Regions from separate parts of the Sus scrofa genome. Here region 1 is linked to region 2. Evidence: chromatin contacts called from public Hi-C data. All regions are on one chromosome and are shown on one strand. Each heading gives the region's core, a stretch centred on a gene start, on an enhancer-like site or on the middle of the called end of the contact. The rest is flanking DNA. Distances are from core to core; before and after follow the strand shown. Region 1 overlaps CTBP2 (C-terminal-binding protein 2). Region 2 overlaps CTBP2 (C-terminal-binding protein 2).

Evidence for each region. A called contact is a pair of places that touch in the nucleus more often than the background predicts.
Region 1: a Hi-C map of liver shows a contact between it and region 2, with 1.9 times the contacts expected there. The contact joins two enhancer-like sites. A contact is called at or near these places in 1 of 5 promoter capture datasets (liver), 19 of 47 Hi-C or Micro-C datasets (alveolar macrophages, brain, embryonic fibroblasts and 10 more) and 2 of 2 datasets of contacts at active chromatin or transcription factors (alveolar macrophages and skeletal muscle).

The regions. Positions count from the first base shown.
Region 1 is chr14:134,388,176-134,393,276 of Sscrofa11.1, forward strand. The region is part of intron 2 of CTBP2 (C-terminal-binding protein 2); the gene reads right to left. Among named protein-coding and RNA genes, the nearest start is that of CTBP2, 98 kb to the right of the region's middle. Within about 2 kb of position 1,641, at least 35 of the 83 cell types and tissues checked have an H3K27ac peak or open chromatin away from gene starts, as enhancers often do. A contact at or near this core is called in liver and omental adipose tissue, where this site is marked.
Region 2 is chr14:134,346,151-134,351,257 of Sscrofa11.1, forward strand. The region is part of intron 3 of CTBP2 (C-terminal-binding protein 2); the gene reads right to left. Among named protein-coding and RNA genes, the nearest start is that of ZRANB1, 95 kb to the left of the region's middle. Within about 2 kb of position 2,906, at least 19 of the 83 cell types and tissues checked have an H3K27ac peak or open chromatin away from gene starts, as enhancers often do. A contact at or near this core is called in liver and omental adipose tissue, where this site is marked.

The DNA.
Region 1 (5,101 bases), core at 391-2,890, 41 kb after region 2:
AAAGTCAGAAAAGGCCCTGGAGCGTAACTGTGGATGCAAGTGTACACACACACGTCCACACACACACACACACACACACGTCCACACACACACACACACACACACGTCCACACATGCTCCTGTGGCTTTCGGTGGTTTCTTGGAACCACGGCATTTCTGGAACATTCCAAGATTTGACAAGTTGACAAATCCAAACTGCTGGCCTCACAGATAGAGAGCCGGAGGGAGACTCAACCCCACCAGGTCCCTCTTAGCCCAGCTTTCTGCTCATTCCTACAACTCCCAGGTCAACCCAGCTGCTCTGCAGAGGTGTTAGTTATTGGGAAAAATCTGGAGCCAGCTCAAGGCACACCAGCCAGGTTGGAAAGGTGCTGCCACACTGCAGCGAGGCGCACCCCCAGCCCTGAACCCTGTCAACACGCCCGCCTCCTCCTGGGGAGCCCCCAGACCGGAAGCCAGGAACAGCCAAGGGAAGGATCAATAAAATAAAGAAAAAACTAAACTTATTAAAAAAAAAAAAAAAGAAGAAAAAAAAGTCCAGTTAGAAAGGTAGGCGGCCCTTGACACGGCTCCTCTGAAGAGGGGGACCGGTGACTCCTGCTGTCTGGTCCTGAAAGGCTGCCATGGTTTTTACAAGTGTCACTTGAAGGGCCACGGCTCCCCGAGAGCTTCGTGTGAGGCGGGCACTGCTCTAGGAGCTTTCTGAGCATGAACTCACCAACCTGTACACAGCTGGCCTGAGAACACATTCTGCTGTGCCGCATTCAATAACTAAGCCGTCTACACTGCAGAGAGCACACCCAGCACAGTCACCCATCTGAGTCACCACACCTGCTCTGGGCGAGGCTCTGGGCGAGTCCTCAGCATCCCAGGTGCTCCCCGGACAAAGGTGCTCCCCCCACGCCGGGGATTTCAGAAGGCTGAGCCTAGAGAATGCCCACGTCCTTTCGGATGGAGTCACAACCCAGCGCCCCTCTGGGAATGTGCTGGTCCCCAAGCTATACGCTGTTTTATGCAGAAAGGCCAAGATACTGACACCATCGTCCTGACTCCAGAAAAGACCCAGCCTCCGGGCAGACGATGCTCTGGTCTCTCGGACGAGGGATGGAGAGGCCACAGAAACATCCACGGGCCTGGGTCCTTCGGCGAGATCACTCCCAACCCCCACACAGGCGCTGAGAGGTGGTACCTACTGGGGTCCCATCTCCCAGGCACACGTGGCCCCCCAAGTCTGATGAGCTGTGACAGCGGCACGGATCCACATGCAGCGCCCGCAGTTCTGGAAGGGTCCCTCGGGGAGCTGTCGGGTCCTTCACGGCACTCTTGGTGTGTGAGTCTCCACTCTAGCTTTTCGTGGAAGCTGAGGCTTCCCCGCTGTGCATCCATCCGGCCCTGGGAAACGGGGTGGGCTCAGCCCCTTACTACGCCGGGGACAGACAAGGGGACAGACGAGAGACGAGCCCGAGCTCAAACAGCAGGCAGAGCGCTCTTCTTCTCAGACGGACTCAGCAAGGGTTAAAGGGAGGTTCAGAAACAAAACTTATGAAAATGGCCCCAATACAATTTGATGAGGTCAGCGAGTAGAGCAGCCTAAAGACACTTGTAAGAAAAAACATCTGTCGGGGTCGAAAGGTCGGCAGGAAGTGAGTGGGACTGGGGCGGCTCGGATTGGCCAGCCCAGCACTCCTAGAAAGAGAGAGGCACATGGCTTAACTTAGCCCAGAGAACAACAAAAACCCCCTTTCAATTGTCCTCTGACCAGCCCAGCCCCCGCCCCTGCTAAACAAGGGGCCGAGCCCCCAGCTATGACATCCAACCAGGGCCCCGCCTGGCAGTTGGCGCTTTGTTGGCTCGCTGATGGGTGACCAAGGCTGAAATATTCCTGAAGGAGCAGCAATCTCTAGGGAAGGGGGTGCTTACAACATCTCCAGCTTGACTCTTTGGTTGGAAAACAGCGTGGGTCAGTTGAATGGCCCATGTTTCAATAAATCCATCATCGCAAAAACCAAAACAAGAGGTTTCTTTGGAAAAACAGGAAGTCTTGGTACATAACATGGCTTAAAATAGGGCCAAGTTCATTTGTGGACAAAACCCCGGCCCCCAAAGCCTCTCGGCCAGCTCTGTCCAGTTCCAACGTACCCTCTAACCCTCCTCAGGACCCCCTCCTGTTCCCTCGGGTGACAGGCTGGCCTGGCCTTTGTTCCTCTGACACAGGGCACCGGCTGGGCTGGCCGGCCAGCCAGCCCGCTTCCTGTCCACAAGACCCAGGAGGAGCCGGCCTCCAGCTGGCTGGTGCAGAAACCAGGCCTGGGGCTTTTCATGAACTGGGTCCTGTTTCAGGCTTCTCACTGGACTCTCATAAAAAGCGGACGCCTTCCGGGAGCAGAGTTCTGTTTGTCGGTTACAATGACAGAGCTGGGTTACATAGAAGCTTTACAGTGGGACAAAAACTCCCCGGCTAGGACCTGACCTGAATCCCTGCACAGCAGGCAGAGGGCGTCCGGCTTCATCCACGTCTGAAAGATGGAGCCTCTTTCCTTCCAGACCAGGCAGGAGAGAAGCCAGAATTCACAGCTTCCACGCTTCCCAAAGACGCCCACTTTAAAGATCACAGGCAAGAGAAAACCTGCAAAACGTACTACAAGTTCGTCAATGGACAAAGGTATCCTCGTGCACGTCTGTGTCTGGGAGGCGCCTTGTGTGTGCATGTGCCAGCCTTCGCCAACTACAGCCAGTGCCACTCCCTTCCCACAAACCACCAAGCCCCAGACGGACGGTGCGCACACAGCATGGCGTGAGCTGTATCCTAATTTCACCCGTGTTAAAAGGTGAAGCCACACAGTGTACACAGAAAGATCACAGAATCAAGTCAGCCAGGTTCTTCGAGCATCGCCCGCCACCACCAAACTCCGCTTCCCAGGGCCTGTTGCTCTTCCAGGACCTGCAGAGCATCCCGTTACCCCCAGGGAAGGTAGACAAGTTTCTGCACATTACAGCCACCTGGAAACTACCTGCTGTGTTGCACTAAGTGACTTTTTCTACACCCAGGCTTAAGGAGAAAATGCTAGTAGTTGTTTCGGGATTCTGGCGGGGTTTGCTGCTTTCCGGAGAAGAAACGCAGCTGCTGCTCCATCAAGAGCAAGACCCACGGGCGTTCCCTGGGGGTCTAGGGGAGGACTCGCTTTCGCCGCTGCAGCCCGGGCTCCATCCTTGGTCTGGGACCTGAGGTCCCCACCAAGACTGCCCACTGCAGCCAGCAAGAAACATGCAATTTCATGTCAGAAATGAGAATTTAAAACTCAGTCTCGGGTATGTGGACAACTGTGGGGGGAAGCACAATACATGACTTTAAAAAACAAGGTGATGTAGATGAAATTTAGGTTGGACCCAAGACCTGCCACCCTCCACCCACCCAAACTCCCAGAGTCCTGGACCTCAGGGAGGGCTGTGGCCGGAGGCGGGCGTGCAGGGCCAGCGGGCCGCCCCAAGGACACCAGTGCTGGAGTGGACCCAGCCAGGAGCCCATCTTGCTGATCTCCTGCCCTCCCCCACCAGCTGGGCAGAAGCTTCCAGGGATCAGAGAATTGGCCAGCCCCTGGGCTTGCTCCTCTGGAGCCCAAGAGCTGCAGAACCAGGAAAGGGGACACCTGGGAGCCCAAGTCAGGTCTCACTTTTGCTGCTCTCCTGGGAGAGACACTTTGGATGAAGTGGGGTTCAGGATCTAAACAGGTGCTCCCAGGACTCACGAGTGAGCCACAAGGCTGTCACCCTCTGAACGTGCTCCCCTGCCTTGCACGCCCCCCCCCCCGCCTTGGGTGCCCCTCACCAGGGGCCAAAGGCCAGGAAGCCCCTTCCCCGAAGCGGAAGAGCTGCTGTACCGTGGCCACAGCAAGCCACTTACTGAAGTCCCACTTCTGAAGAGGGAACAGTATGGAAAGCTTGAGCATATGTGACAGCACGCCGCTGAGGCACACAAGCACGCCACGCCGACGTTTATTTTAAGGCCTCGTGTGCTATTTTCACATCCCCCGAAACCTCGCCAAGGGGATCCGCAAAGGAAACAGATTCGCTGGGGCCACTGCGGGCTCCCGCTTTGACACAAGGGACCAGCACCCATGTCCAGCACCTCCCCCGAGACAGAGGTCATGAAAGAAGGCATTCCAAATTATTCAAGTTCAAGTACTTGTATCTTTTTCTTCCCCCCACCCCAAACTGAAAAGGTCACAAGGGGCTTTTAAATGGGAATGCAATTTTCTTATCCTCTACCCCTGGCCGTGATATTCTGCACCCCTGTCGTGTGTGTGCGTGCGCACACGTGTGTGTGTGTGTTTACGCGCACGTGTCACAACCCACGACTGTCACACTGGTTCTGAGCAAGTGACACTTGCTATGGGAAGAAGGGGCCATGCTTAGGCCCCGGAAGGGAAGGTTCTGGAGCCGTGACCTCTGCCTGCAATGACGGGCAGGGCAGTCAGGCGGACAGAGGACTGCACGTCTCCTGTGAGGGCAGAAGCGTGACCGTGGAGGGCGAGGGAGCCAAGAGATCTCAGACAGACAAAGAAGGTTCTCACAGTTAAGGAGAGGCTGACCCCGTGATGCGAACCACACTTTCCCTGAGAGATGCCCCCTCTGCCCAACATGGGGGGAGCAGGGAACGGAGGCTGGGCCAGGCCTGACAGCAGGCAGCAGTCGCCCTGAGCAACGGGGGTCGGGGTGCGGGTGCCGAGGTGAAGGGATGGGGGTGGAGGGGCGTGACGGTCGGTCTCACCCCTGCAGATGTGTGCCCCATGCTAGAACCTCTGGTGCTGCCCCAGAGATGGGCCCAAGGACACCCCACAGCTGGCCCCCCACTGGGCCCAGGTCCCCGGAGGTCCCTGTCACTCGGAACTCTCACGGGATCCCTGCGGAGGCACACAGCCCTGGTATGTGACCTTTTTATTTTCACTCAAAACATCCTTCCCGGGCCCATCCCAACAAGCTGAGCATACTATTTTCAACCAAGGCCTTGGCATTGTCTAGGAATGTTTTCAGGACTAAGCAAATCGCTAAAGCAAACATCTTATTTTTGTCTGCTAGGACAGCCAAGCAGGGTAAAAATATT
Region 2 (5,107 bases), core at 1,656-4,155:
TCGTCCACCCGCACACCTTGGAATCCAGTTAATTTCAAGCCACCAGCACCCTCTGTCCCTACTACCGTCTTGCTGGAGGTATAAATTCCCAGGAGACCCCCAGGAAGTGCCAGGAAGATGAAGCTGCAATGCGACTTCGTAATTTCACTCACATTAACTGACACACCCTTCAAGGCCTCTGACCATTTGAACAATTTTTAGTGTTATTAGCATAGAAACGACACATCATGGACTAAGAGCTGTACAGACAGATTCAGATGCCAAATAACCCCTTAAAGGACTCTGGAAAACAGGGCATCAAACTCGGGGGCTGGTCCCAAGGCTGGAGGGAGTTGCCCTATTTCCTCTAAGGTCAGGGGAATTCAGGGGACATTTGCAAAGCACAGTGTCTAATGAGAATTCCCTAAAAACGGGTTTGTGATCAAAAGCTAGGCTACCAACTTCTAGACACTGTTCAAACCCTGCGAGCTCCAAGGCTGACAAAAATCAGTGTTGCTTCTCTGCCCGCTTATAACAAACAGTCAAAGAGACAAAAGCCGAGGAGGGAATTAGAGCCACTTCACACGGCACAAGGACCCAGCAGAGCCCAAGGACACCCCTGCTGCTGAGGGCTGGAGGGTCCTGGTGGCCCTGGGGTCAAAAGACGCTTCCCCGTCCACCATGCCCCTTCCCACCGAGGAACTCGCTCTGCCCATCTCAGGATAATTCCTGCGCATCTGGGCGAATCACAGAAACCGTATCCGTGCATCACGTTTGACAACTTGTCCGGCATTCACTTCCCAGCGCAGAAAGCGCAGCCGACGCCCCTGGTGTCAATGACTTGCTCGTTTCAGGCTCGCCCAAGCAGGGCAGCTCTGACGTCTGCCCGGGGCCTGGCAATGCTTAGAGCTGCCGTTGTTCACACAGATAGTTGTGAAATGAGACACCCCGTGGAAAACAAAGGAGAAACCAGGCTGAGTTGCTGGAGTTTTGTTAAGAGCGGCCAGTGGTCCAGGGGCTGCCAAGTCCCAAAGGCCTCATGAATTCCCAGGTGGAAAGGGAGGGTGACTTTCTGGTCACCCAGCCCTGGGGCCACCTTACTGGATCACAGCACCAGACCTCTTCTTTGGGGCTGCTCCGGCCTCTGGTGACACGGCCTGCGGGTTTGCCGTTGGCCAATCGCGACCATGTGCAGCCTCCAAACACCCACGCGGGGCTGGCCACGATCTCAGGATCACGGCATCACATGTGGACGCCACCTTCCCGCCCACCTGGTAGTTACAAGCACAGGGGGGCTGCCCCAGAGGGGAAAGGTCCTTCCAGGCAGACCAAGCCCACCCCCAGATCTTCATTGCTGCTCGGGGGGGTCAGAGAAGAGCCCTGCAGGTGGGACCCAGCTGGGCGGCACCAACCATCTCGATGGCTGACACCCAAATGAGTGCTTGGAAAGGTCCAGAGACGGGAGACCTGTGCGGGCCTTAGGACGACCCGAGAGCAGACACACTGCCCTGCACCCTTAGCACAAGGCTCTGAGGCAACCACTCAAATGGGTCCTCGGCTCCCAGGACCTGCAGGGCGGCCTAGAAGGGAGGTGGCAGCAGGTGTACTCCCACCCTCAGGTGCAGGTGGCCAAGGCCAGGGGAGGGGACACGATGCCACAGCCACAGAAAGCCCAGAGGCCTGCAGTGGGCAGGGATGAGATACTTCAGACACCCAAGAGCCAGAGGCCTGGACCATGTCTGATCCTGTCTCCCACCCCCGAAGACCAGCCTCCCCTTGAGCGCAGAGGCTCCCCAGTTAAAGACCACTTCCTGCAGCCCAGCTCGGCCCCGTCTTTACTGGCTGAGCTCAACAGTCCCGCTCCCCAGGAGGCCAGACACAGTCCGAGCAGGGTCTGATAAGCGGCATATTTCACAGGCTTGCATCTCCACGACCTAGAGCTGCAACTCGTGACCGACCTCAGGAATCCGACGCTGACCCTGGGGAGTCAATGAGCCCCTATCTGAGACTTGGCTCCAAACTCGCAAACTTGGCTGTGTTGTGGGGTCCACTCATCCCCCCAGGGCGCTTGCTTGTCTGCGGGGTGGGGGAGAGGATCCCACCTAGAAAGGGAGGCTGTGGAGCCTCGGGTAAGGCCAGGGGTGGGGGTGGGGGGAATACCTCCCTTGTGTTGTAACCTTATAAAAACTGTTCTCAACTGGCTGGAATTAATCCAGCAAGCAGTTCTGGAAAGGGAGTGAAGACAGCGACTGTCCTGGACGCCCTGGCAGGTGCCCACTGCCCAGAGGACCCCTCGCCCTTCACGGGAAGACACAGGAGCAGATGAAGGAGAGCGGGCAGAGCAGCTGCCAGGCAATGATTTGGAATAAAGACACAGACTGCTCAGTGTGGCACTATTTTAAGGTTAAAAAAAAAAGGAAAAAAAGGGAGTCACCTTTGTCCCCACAGTGCCTCTTCAGCTGGCAAACTTGCTTTTCTCTGAGGTGTCCCCGGGCAGCTCTCCCAGGCCAAGGGAGCTGGGTTCACTTCCTTCCCACGCGTCCCGGCCAGGCTGGGATGTCACCAGGCAGCGGTTTGACGGGGACAACCCACTCGTGTAGAGAGACATCTTCGCCCCACATGGCGGAGAACCGATTTTTCTCAGGTGGCCTCTCTTTTCACGTCTTGTTTTGCTATCACCCCCCACCCCCCCGTGCCCCGCACCGCAGTCCCCTGAGTCCTGGCCAGCAGGAGGGGAAGCGAGCCCTTTCTCGCTGGCCCAGGATTCTGGACAGAGGCAATGACCAAGGAGAGGTGCACCCGCAGCCTGGGGGCTGAGGACCAAGAGTGCTTTCTGGCTTTACGTGTTGCTAGAGAAAACTACAGCGTGCTTCCTGGGGCAGAAGGCAAGAGCAGTGACTCAGAGGACGGCCAGCACACTGGCTTCCGGCTGCTCACTCGCGCGGCAGGCTGAGGCCAAAGTCCTCACTGCCCGACCTGTCCTCACTGCTTCCCAACCCCTCACCTCCAGGCTCCGACATGTGAGAGCCCAGCCTGGTTCTCACAGGGACCCAAAGTGAGCCAGGTGTGGCTGCTCCCACAGGGAGCTCAAAACACACAGGGAATTTGACTTATGGAAGAAACCGCTTTCCTTGAGGTATTGGAAAATCAGGAACATGAAGTCGGTTTCAATCAGAGCCAAGACGTGGAAGTCAGCCTGTCCAGATCGTGAACACCTCGAAATTCGATGGCCATTAAGAACTGGACGAATGGCCATTATGATCCTTAGGGTGTTCAGGGCAGAAGAAGAGGCGAAAGTAATGCAAACCTGGACCAGGAAAGCAAACACACAACCGCTTATCTCCTTTCGTGCTCGTGGCAGGCATCACTAATTGATCCCAGCACTGTTGTGCTCAGAGTTGCTGCTGATCCCACTGTCACCCTGCAAGGCTAGCTGACATCTGCCGGCCACACCCAAGGGTGCCCACCTGCCTCAAGGAACAGGTGAAGAAGGTGAAAGTCAACGCCCCCCATGTCACAGCACTTCCCGTGAGCAGGGGAAGAAGCGGGGGGAGGGGGGGGTAGGGCGTCCCCTGGGGAAGGATGCAAAGGCCCCAGTCAGGAGCAGACCAGGGTGTGCAGCTGGGGTGTCCCTGGACTCTTCTAGACGGCGCCCTGGGTGAGCGGCACTGCCCACAGGTGGTGCAGTGATGGGGGGCACAGCCAGGCAGGGAGAAAGCCCAGCACACACAGGACCCCTGGCACCCTGAAGGCTGTTTGTCTCCAAAGTCAGGTCCACGAACAGCCTGATAACCACCGCACGGAGAGGTGAACAGCACAGGCTGAGTTACAGCTCAGTAACGCTGTTAAGAAAAAAACCTCAGTGTGGAGGAAATCTGGCCTCCTCAGACCCTCTGAGCACCCAGAGCTGGGCTCTCGAAGGTGACCCGCACAAAGGGGGGGCCCCCAGAAAGCTGGGTGGGCTCCATGGGGGCGGGGGGGGGGCTGGATTTAAGCCACTCCTCAGCACTGATTTTTGGCGGTCTCTGCAAAGTCAGCTGAGGCTCGGTCCAGAGACGGCGCCTCGACACGTAGATTAGCTTGTAAATAGAACATGCCCTTAATGAGTCACCCGCCCCCCGCGAGCGCTCTCAGGCGTCTCCCTTCTAGCTCAGGGATCCGCTGGACAGAGAGCTGGCCGAGGAGGAGCTTCACAGGAGCCTCTCCACCTAAGACCTGCCGAGTGACCAGTGCTAACCCGGCAGGTGTGTGCGCACACGTGGGTGTGCAAGGATCTCCTGCAGTGGAAGCAGAGGTCTCACGTGAAGAAAGCACATCATCTAATTAAACAACACAACAACGACAACAACAAGATACTACCTCGGCACCTCCAGAAAGACAAGCATTTGCTGTCACTTTCACCGGCTCCTTTGTTGGAGAAACCAAAGGGAACCATCCGACAGCCCAGCCTGCAGTGTCCACACCACCCCGGGGAATGTGAATGGAGAAAAGCAGCATTTTCCTTTATCCAACCGAACTTTAAAACAAAGCCCAGAACCACTGATCACTCGTGTAAAATCATCCGCCTAGACACTCACACGCCGGCCACGCGGGCTGTTTGCAGGGCCAGACGCCCCAGCCCTGCTGCTGCTGGGCGCACCCTCTCCAGGCTGGCTCCTGGTCTTTAGCGGCTGGGCTCAGGCACTCTCACTCGTCCCAAGGGAGCCTCCTGTGTTCCCTTTGCCCTGAAGAAGCATCCGATGTTCTGTCTAGAAAGCTGCTGCTTTCCGCTGGGGCAGGTCCAACCCTACCCACTCAGACCATGTGACTGGGCCAGAATGACCCACCGGAGTGTGGAAGAGCAGCAAACACGCTGCCAAGGAGCACGTCTCGAAGCAGCTGAAGACACGTGGTTCTGCTTCTGCCTTTGGTGACACCGGGTCTGTATGTCCCCCCCAGATCCAGCCCCCGTGGTAGCCCTGCAGCACCAGAGGGAGGACGTGGCCAGGGTGCGAGGGCTGCAGACTCGGGGCTTGGGGAATAGCGGATGCCCAGGTGTAAGGACCCACTGGCTTTCCACCCCAGGTGAGGCTGGACCGCTGCCCTGCCTGCTTTCCTACACCGGCTTTCCAGCTCAGGGCTCTGATGG